Regions from separate parts of the Mus musculus genome. Here region 1 is linked to region 2. A link is a contact called in public HiChIP or PLAC-seq data. All regions are on one chromosome and are shown on one strand. The core of a region is the stretch at or near the end of the contact, and the rest is flanking DNA. Distances in the headings are between cores, read along the strand shown. Region 1 holds the start of Rab3d (RAB3D, member RAS oncogene family). Region 2 holds the start of Icam1 (intercellular adhesion molecule 1).

Evidence for each region. HiChIP or PLAC-seq counts read pairs in DNA pulled down with a chosen protein or histone mark.
Region 1: a contact with region 2 is called in an H3K27ac HiChIP or PLAC-seq map of microglia, with 6 times the contacts expected there. The contact joins the promoter of Rab3d here to the promoter of Icam1 in region 2. A contact is called at or near these places in 2 of 115 datasets of contacts at active chromatin or transcription factors (large pre-B cells and microglia).

The regions. Positions count from the first base shown.
Region 1 is chr9:21,915,896-21,920,862 of GRCm38.p6, reverse strand. Rab3d (RAB3D, member RAS oncogene family) reads left to right here and starts at 2,680. Exons shown (of 5, transcript NM_001324531.1): 1 at 2,680-2,841; 2 at 4,920-4,967. The coding sequence starts at 4,931.
Region 2 is chr9:21,013,369-21,017,753 of GRCm38.p6, reverse strand. It overlaps Icam1 (intercellular adhesion molecule 1), which reads right to left and starts at 1,814. Exons shown (of 7, transcript NM_010493.3): 1 at 1,653-1,814. The coding sequence starts at 1,719.

The DNA of each region.
Region 1 (4,967 bases), core at 1,431-3,930, 900 kb before region 2:
TGTCTCCTCTAACAGTGACCATATATTGTGTAACTTCTGTATACCTGGCTCAGCTCTACCCACTGCCCTTCCTGTGTGTTACTGCAGCAACAGCAGGTTCCCACCTCCCAGGCATAATCATATTTCCGATTCTGCCGACACTGGAAGTGACATTATGACTTTCTTTGGCTGATGAGATGTGAGCAGAAGTGTTTACTGGCTGGAGAGATGGCTCAGTGGTTAAGAGCACTGACTGCTCTTCCAGAGGACTTGAATTCAATTCCCAGAAACCACATGGTGGCTCACAACCATCTGTAATGGGATCTGATGCCCTCTTCTGGTGTGTCTGAAAGCAGTGACAGTGTACTCATATAAATAAAATAAATAAATCTTTTTTTAAAAGCGTTTACAAGACAGGCTAGAACATCTTTCCTTAGCCCCTAGCATCCATTCCGAGCTGTGAACCTGGGTGAGTGATATCCTGAAGTCTTTGGGGACTGCTTGTTTCTAGGAATAACTCAGCTCTTCCTAGCTAATACTCTCCGGCACAATTCATGTTAAATCTTTGGAGGCAGCTCTTGTTCCCTTAGGCATCTGAGTGAGCAGTGACGTTCAAGTTTCTGTGTGGTAATGGTGTGTGTGATAATGGTCTGTGTGTATGTGCTTTGAGGCAGGGTCTCTAGCTCAGGCTGACTTGGAATCCTGTGGCCCAAGTTGGCCTGAAACTTGAGAATTTTCCTGCCTCCACCTCTCATGTACTAAAATTACAGATAGGAGCTACTATATCAGTCTCTATATTTTTGAGACAGGCTCTTATTACTATGTAGCCAATCTGATTTAAAACTTACTATGTGACCCAGCTAGCCTCAAATTCATGGCAGTCCTCGTGTCTCAGCTTCCTAGTACTAGGATGACAGAAATACACCATTTCACCTGTTTAGACACACATGCAGATAACTTTGGAGATGGAGTCTCTTCTGAGTTCAGGCTGAACTTGAAGTTACTACATACCTGAGTATGACCTTGAACTCCTGATTTCTGTCTTCCTCTACCTCCCAAATTCTGGAATTACAAATGTTAGCTACCATACCTAAAAGTCTGATTTTTTTTTTTTTTTTTTTTTTTTTTTTGAGACAGGGTTTCTCTGTGTAGCCCTGGCTGTCCTGGAACTCACTTTGTAGACCAGGCTGGCTTCGAACTCAGAAATCCACCTGCCTTTGCCTCTTCCTCCCCAGTGCCAGGATTAAAGGCATGTGCCACCACACCCGGCTCTGTTTGATTTTTTACATTTATTTATTCTTTTGTTTATTGCATGTGGAGATCAGAGGACAACTTGTGGGAATTGGTTCTCCTTCTACTCTGTTGGTCCCTGAAACCCTCATATCAGGCTTAGTAGCAACTGAATTCGAAATCTTGCTGTGTGGACTCTGGCAAATATCTACTTTTCTTTGATCCTCAGTTTCCTTATTTATATATATGAATACACTGTAGCTGTCTTCAGGCACACCAGAAGAGGGCATCAGATCCCATCACAGATGGTTGTGAGCCACCATGTGGTTCCTGAGATTTGAACTCAGGACCTCTGGAAGAACAGTCAGTGCTCTTAACTGCTGAGCCATCTCTCCAGCCCCAGTTTCCTTATTTCTAAAACATGTTTTAACTCCAAGAGCCCTTAGGCATGTTGAACAGAAGAATCTAGCACCCTTTAGAGCCAGACTCCTCCCACGTGGAACGGGGATTATGCCTAGGATTCAGGCCAGCACTGGGGAGATAGAGTAACCACTCTCTATATAAGAAGCCTTGGGCTCCATCCCTAGCACCGTGTAAAGCAGCATGGCTTTGTACACCTTCAATCCCAGACCTTGGGAGGTGGAGCCAGGGGAATCAGTTCACATTTACTCTTGGTACTTAAGGAGTTTGAGGCAAGCCTGGAAAACAAACAAAAAAATTTTAATTTTTAGAATTTTAAATTTTATTTTACATGAGTGTTTTGTCTGCACCACGTGGGCTCTTGCAGTTTGATGAAGTAAGAAGGGTCAGGTCTCCTGGAACTGGAGTTATTAGACACCATGTGAGTCCTGAGACTCAAACTCATATCCTCAACAAGAACAAGTGATTTTAACCGCTGAGACATCTCTCCAGCCCCCAAAAGTAAAAGGAATAAAACTATGGTTACACTAATCTTGTTATGAACCACTCGACAGAGGGAAACATTGAGGTTGAGAGAGGTTAAATATGTCAGGAGTCACAGTCCTAGAAAGGGGAGATGGGAATAGAACTCAGCTGCTGAGGTTTTCCTGTTAACACAGAATGCATAGAAAATGTTTTCTACCTCTAGTTAGGAAAGAGAGGCTCTGATGGGACTTAATGCCTCTTCCCGCTCCTCTGGGCTCTAGCTCAGGACCACAGACTTGCACTCCCAGATCCCTACCACCCCTCTCCTACCATACTACCAGGTCCCATCCTCTCAACTCCCTGCCCACCTCTGACGCCTCTTGAGGTGGCCCCGCCCCTGCCAGACCCCACCTCCGCCTGCAAGGCTCGCCCACTCAGCTAGGACTTTTGTGGCGTCCAAGCCTCCGACAGGCCACGCCCATCTCCTGGCTCCGTTGGCGGCGCCCACACCCGTAAGACCACGCCCACCGCCGGGCGCCAACTCTCAAGGCGCCCCGCCCCTTCTAGGCCCCACCCGCTCACCTCGCCTAGTCTTCTGCGGCCTCGCCCCCTCCGCCTGGGCGGAGCCGGCGCGGGATCCGGGTGTCAGTGTTGGCAGCGCCGGCAGCTGTGGGGCGAGGGTCGCAGCCCTGTGCGGGGCCGTAGCAACTTCGTGGGCGGATCCTGGTGTGCAAGGCGGGACCCGAGGTGAGCCCAGGAGCGAGTGCACCTGCCAACCCGCTGATACGCGCGTGCACTATGACAGGGTTGAACTGGGGTCCGCGCGAGCCTGGGTCCCGCACCCCCTGTCAGTGCTGCTGGCTCTTCTGGGTTCCCCGCACCCGGCAAGCTCTGCGAACGGTGGCGGGGTGGGCGAGAAGCCCAGCTTGGGGCCGAGCGACGGCGCCATATGGTGATGGGGGAGGCACTTGCTGGTGCACGCAGTGCAGTGACTGTTCGGGTGCCAACCTTGAGGGCTAGGGGACCCCTAGATGGCCCAGAAGAGAAGCCGTGGTGGGGCGGGGGCCAGCCTGGAGGCCCTGCCCGACGGACGCCTCAAACCCGTTCTCCCGGAACACAGGGTGGGGTTGGCTGCGTTCTCCTTAGAAATGCACGGAGTAGAGAAACAGAAAACACCGAAGGCCATTGAGAAATACTTTTGCTTGGGCTTCGGAGAGCAGCTCTAAGCTAGACAGCTGGAGAAAGCAAAGTGGGGGCGGGGGTGGGGGAGAGCTTGGAAGAACACCCTAGATTTGGATAAAACAGAATGCTGGAGTGTGGGAAGATATAAACAGGAGGATATGGGGTGGTGGGTTTTGCAGTCATTAAGTGGCTAGGATAATTCTCTTGGATTTGATGACTTTCAGTCCTGTCTTTGTGGACCATGGCTGGGGTGAGTCAGCTTTGGCCAAGAGGGAGCCAGGCCCGGCCCCTTTGACAAATAAAATGGTAGATACCCACTTGGGAGCCTAACTGGGCCTTTAAACCTTATGTTATATATATAGAAATTACCCTCACCCTGGGAGACAGGGAAAGGGTTACAGTGGATTTGGAGAGGACAGGACAGCACCCCAGAGGCAAGCACCAGCTAAATTCAACATCCAAGCCTTGATGGAAGGGGCTCTGTCTAGCTGGCAGTCACACACACACCTACACACCTGGCCATACCAGCTGCTTGCACTGGGCAAAGTCCAGCTTGCAGCCCGTGCAACTTCCTCACCACCACGGCCCCCCAGCCCCAACTGGCCCTGAGTTTTCACCTGTTACCTGGTCCTGCACCTGAAGGGAGAAGATCTGAACCTTCCACTATAAAGGTTCCATATTTCTTTCCTTTTTCTCTTTCTCTCTCTCTGTCCCTCTCTCTTTCTTTTTTCCTTCCTTCCTTCCTTCCTCCCTTCCTTTCTTTCTGAGACAAGTTCTCATATAACCCACCCCAGTTTGGTAAGGAACTTCCAATGTAACGCAGGATGGCTTTGAACGCCTGGTACTCTGTTTCCACTCTGTAGTGCTGAAATTACAGGTGTGCACATCACACCTGGTTTGCTGGGTGCTGGGGCTGAAAACGCAGGTGAGTGCTCTACTCCCCAGCCCTCAGCCTCACCTTTGTGTAAAGATTAAATAGCAACCACAGCCCTCTCACTGTGGTGTTTCTTTCTTATGCACAGCTGTGTCTCTTCAGAGACCCATGCCTGGTGCAGAGACTCAGCAGAAGTTTGTTGATGAATACCACAAGGATCATTAAGAAGGGCACAGTGGTGCACACCTGTAATCCACAGCTCCAGAGGCAGGGATCCACCACATGGGGAGTTTGAGGTCAGCCTGAGCTACCTGAGATCTTTCCTTAAAGAATAAAAGTGGAAAAAATGAGAAGGAGTAGAGAGATGGCTCAGCTGCTAAGAGCAGTTCTTTCAGACAACCTGACTTAGATTCTCAGAGCCCAGGTCAGGCAGTTTACAGCTGCCTCTAACTACAGCCCCGAGGTGGAGCCACGTCCCTGTCAACCCCATACACCAGTCACATATGCAGCCTTAGTCTTACTCCAGAGTGAGACCTTGTCTCAATAAATAAATAAAAATAAATAAAACTTTAAAACTAGGGCTAGGGGATGGCTTTGCAGGAAAAGGCACTTGCTGCCCAGCCTGATGACCTGCGTTTGATCCCAGATCCACGTGTCGGAAGATGTGATTCTTGAAACCAATGGACCCATAGACTCACCCTTACGGAAGCTGCCCTCTTACAGGAGTCCCCTCTTTGACATCAGGATTTCTGGTCTCCCCTCCAAGCAGATCCCACTGAGATGGCATCCGCTAGTGAGCCCCCTGCCAGCCCAAGAG
Region 2 (4,385 bases), core at 565-3,064:
TAGCTACACAGTAAGACACTGCTTTGTTCCTTGGGTGGCTGAGGTTATCCCTCAGTCCTGGGGGTGGGAGGGGGCCCAGAAGCAGAGCATTCACTAACTTATGCAAAGACTTGAGGCCTGTCCGCAGCTGGGTGTGAAGGCGCAGGACTGTAAACCAAGCCCTTGGGAGGCTGAGTAGGAAGATCAGGAGTTAGCCTGGCCTGGAGTACACAGCCTGGCCAACATGGTTTCTATGTGAAAACATCAAAAAAGGAGCCAACAAGAGGCTGAGCCAGTAAAGGGCTTGCCAGCAAGCCTGACCACCTGCCCTCAGCCCCCGGAGCCCCTGCAGAGGGAGGAGGAAGGAAGTGGTCCTGCAAGCTGCCTTCTGAGCGCCACAATTCTGCTGTGGCACTAGCACATGCCTGTACAATAAGTAAATAAAGTGTAACCACTTAACTAAAGTAAACAACGAATGGGGGTGGGGGATGGAACCATTGGGGCGGCAGAGGCAGACAGGTCTCAGTCCCAGGCCAACCTGGTCTACAGAGCAAGTTGTAGGACAGCCAGGGCTACACAGAGAAATCCTGTCTCAAAAAAACAAGACCAACCAAAAAAAACAAAAAAACAAGAAAAACCAATAACAACAACAACAAAAAACTGAACTCAGCTTTCCCCTCCCCCATCTCTCCACCCTCACCCCCCCACACACGCAAAGATCCCAGTGCTATGATTGGTGGTCTGGTGGAGGTAATAACAGCTATAACAGCTAGCAACTCTCCTCAATACTTCTGGAATTATTCGGGCTCCTTGGAGAACCCTGAGGCAAGAAGAAGTCATCCAGCTAGGAGTTATGGATTGCGGGAATCCAAGTCGGGAGCCTCCTGATAGCTGCTGAACAAGTTCTGAATCTTCCTCTCTTGGGAGGACGGCAGGCGCCGCCCCCAGGCAGCAGCAAGGTGGGGAGTCCTGAGCCGGCTCACTCTGGCTCCAGGGTACACCAACCCTGGAATTCCCCAGCGCAGAAGCAGCCTGGACTTCCCCAGGGGTGAGGATGAGGAACGGGTGTCTGTGGGGGAGGGAACCGGACCTCAAGATTCACTTTAGGACGGGCCAGCCCCTCAGACCATCTGTTCCCCACCTCAGCCATATTCTGACTGCCCCATGACAAGGACTGTGACCACAGTTCCCATTGCACAGACCATGAGCCCAGGTTCTAAACGTGCATGTTTTAGGAGAGTAGTGTGTTTTGAGCCTGTAACCCGAAGAGCCGCGAGGCCTTGAGGACTGAGTTCAAGGCCAGCCTAGGCTAACGTGTCAAGGCATCATTCTCAAAACAGGAAAGAAAGGAAGGGAGGGGAAGAGGGGGACAGGGGGAGAGAGAGAGGACAGAGAGAGGGGGAGGGAGGGAGGGACTGGGAGGGAGAGAGAGAGAGAGAGAGAGAGAGAGAGAGAGACCGAGATTTTGGGTTCTGTAACCCACCCATGGAGTGATGCTACGTGGGATTCGAACTCCGGGCTGTTAGTTTTCAACCCTGGGTTTCCAATCCCACTTCCCGTTAACAGCTGAATTTATGTGATGTTCCGCTGGCCGGGAAGCAGGGATTTCGACCGCGCTCTGGGTCCTGGAGTTTGGAGACCTGCCCCCCAAAGCGACCCCACCTCGGACTCACCAGGGATCACAACGGTGACCAGGGCCAGGAGCAGAGGTAGCGTGGGCTTGGCACGGGTTGAAGCCATTGCAGGGCCAGGGCAAAGTGCAGGTAGCAGCGGAGCTCAGCACTAGCACTGGGTGCAGACTGAGGCGGGCGGCGCTTTTATAGTCTCTGGCTCACGGGGGGCCGAGGGGCGGTGCTGTCGGGGCCACTTTCCGGGAAACCTCGCGCCTTCCCCTCCGGAACGAGGGCTTCGGTATTTCCGGGTGGAGACTGTGCCCTGGCAGAGAGGGGTGGTCCTGCCTCGCTGGCCCCTGCGATCTAGGAATTTCCAAACTGAAGTAATGACATGTGGGGGGAGGTGGTGTCAGAGACCAGCAGGTGAGTCCGGAGAGAAGGCCCCGGGCCTCCAGGAGTCACGCCTCCTGGTTAACTGATTGACTACTGCCTAGTCCCCTGCGACATCAGGACCGCCATCCCCTCAAAGGGATAAACTGAGGCTCGGCATTTCGCAGGGATCCGAAATCAAGTCCTGATTTCCCCAACTACTGCAAGCCTCTTTAACCCACCAGACATGCCCTTGCCGGGGATAAGGGCTCCCTGGAATCGTTAGGGGACGCCATCCATTCAGAGGTGCCCCTCTCCCCAGGACCATGCTCCACCCACTTGGCACTAGAGATGAAGCAGCGATCCAAGCAGGCCCGGACAGATCCGCTGTGAGAAAGTCCTGCCTGAGAGGCAGTCCTCACTTCCCTTCTCCCACTCACGACTGCTCCCGCCCCCGCGGCCTCGGTTCCCCTTTTCTGCTTTGACTTCTGGGGCGTCTTGACAGCTCCCCCAAAAGGAAGGAAGATGTCTGGTCCTGTGGCGTGGAGCCCTGCACCTCCCTTTCTTAGACTGGATGAGAAACAGAACTCCGAAGAGGAGAGGCACCTCTCAGAAAGCAGAGATCCCCCACTCCCCAGCGCGCCTTATGGGGGGGTTTCCTCTCCTTCTCACTCCTTTCCCCCACTTCCTCCATCCTCTGGCCCCGCCCCGTGCTAGTTTCTCCCCTTCCCCCTCTCATCTCTCCCCCTGCTGTCTCTTCTTGAGGTCAGGTGTCAAGTAGCTCAGGGTGACCTCAAACGCCCTGTAGTTGAGGATGACCTTGAACTCCCGATCCTGCCTCGTGCTCCACTGCTCTTGCTTTTCGCAGTGAAACTGAGGCAGACCTTGAACAATGAGATTGGACAAAGAGAGATATCAAACCCTAGTCTTCCAAGACCCAGTGGCTTGCTTACTGGCCTTTGGACGCCCGAGGCTTCCTGTTTTAAGACGCCTATACAGTTGCTGTGGAGACCAGCCCTGGGCCAGGAGGTCGTGCTGCAGATGCGGAAGGGAGAGGTCGAGATGCACGTGTGCTCTTCCTCCAGAGCCCACAGCTCCCAGGCCACTCCACACCCAAGCCTGAAGCCTGGTTATTCCTAAGGAATTTCCACGGGGATGTTTTGATTGGGGGGGGGGGGTGTCTGGGGAGCGGGCACTCAATCTCTACCCCAGGACAACTATGATGGAGTTTCAGAGTGACCTCAAGGGAATCTGGGAAATCCCTCAGAGTGGATTTTTCTAGTGGTGTCACTGAGAGTCTTTGGTCCTCATTTCACCTGTTTGAGACTCCATTGCCCTAAGGTCCCATATGCAGTCTTTAGTTTGACTGTTTAAAGCGGCACCTTCTGTGTTGAGCGCACCAATCGGTCCAAGAGCTGAATATTGGAAAATCCTGCTTTGATCCTCAGTGGAGCATCAATGAGCAGAACATAACTCCTTCAACAGAGAAGCCAGCAGCATACAGCAGCAGCCTGGAAGTGTACTGAAGAGTACACTGGAACAAGACCAGAGACTGACTGGATGAGTTTAAGGTCAGTTCCACAAGACATGATTTCTTCAAGAACCATAAACTGGGGGCTGGAGAGATGGATGGGTCAGCAGTTCAGAGCAAGTGCTCTTGCAGAGAACACAGGTTCAATTCCCATCACCCTCATGGCAGCTCACAACCATCTGTAACTCCAGCTCTAGCGATCTGATGTTTTCTTCTGGACACACACACAGTCTTATGGCTGGAGAGGTGGCTCAGTGGTTGAGTGTATATCCTGCTATTGCAGAGGACTGAAATTAAGTTCCCAGCACCCATGCCAAGCAGCCAGCATGCATGTAGTACACACACACACACACACACACACACACACACACACACACACACACACAAGCACACTAAGTGTTAAGTGTATAAAATACACATATAAAATAAAATTAATCTAACACAGTAATTAAAAAAAATTAATCTTAGCCGGGCGTGGTGGCACACGCCTTTAATCCCAGCACTCCAGAGGCAGAGGCAGAGGCAGGCGGATTTCTGAGTTCGAGGCCAGCCTGGTCTACAAAGTGAGTTCCAGGACAGCCAGGGCTATACAGAGAAACCCTGTCCCAAAAAAAACAAAACAAACAAACAAAAAATCAATCTTTCTGGGTCTGGAGCTCAGTAGAGTGCCTGATTAACAAGCACAAAGCCCAGGTGGAGGAAAGAGGATCAGGAATTCAAGGTTATCCTCTGCTACATGTTTAAGGCTAGCCTGGGCTACACTTAGGGCTTCTCAAAAAAAAAAAAAAGCATGGGGTATTATTTTGTGATTACTGATAAAATAGAAAACTAAAGCCAGGGATAGAGAGTTTGATGGTTAAAAAGAACTGGTGTGGGGCCTGGAAAGATGGCTC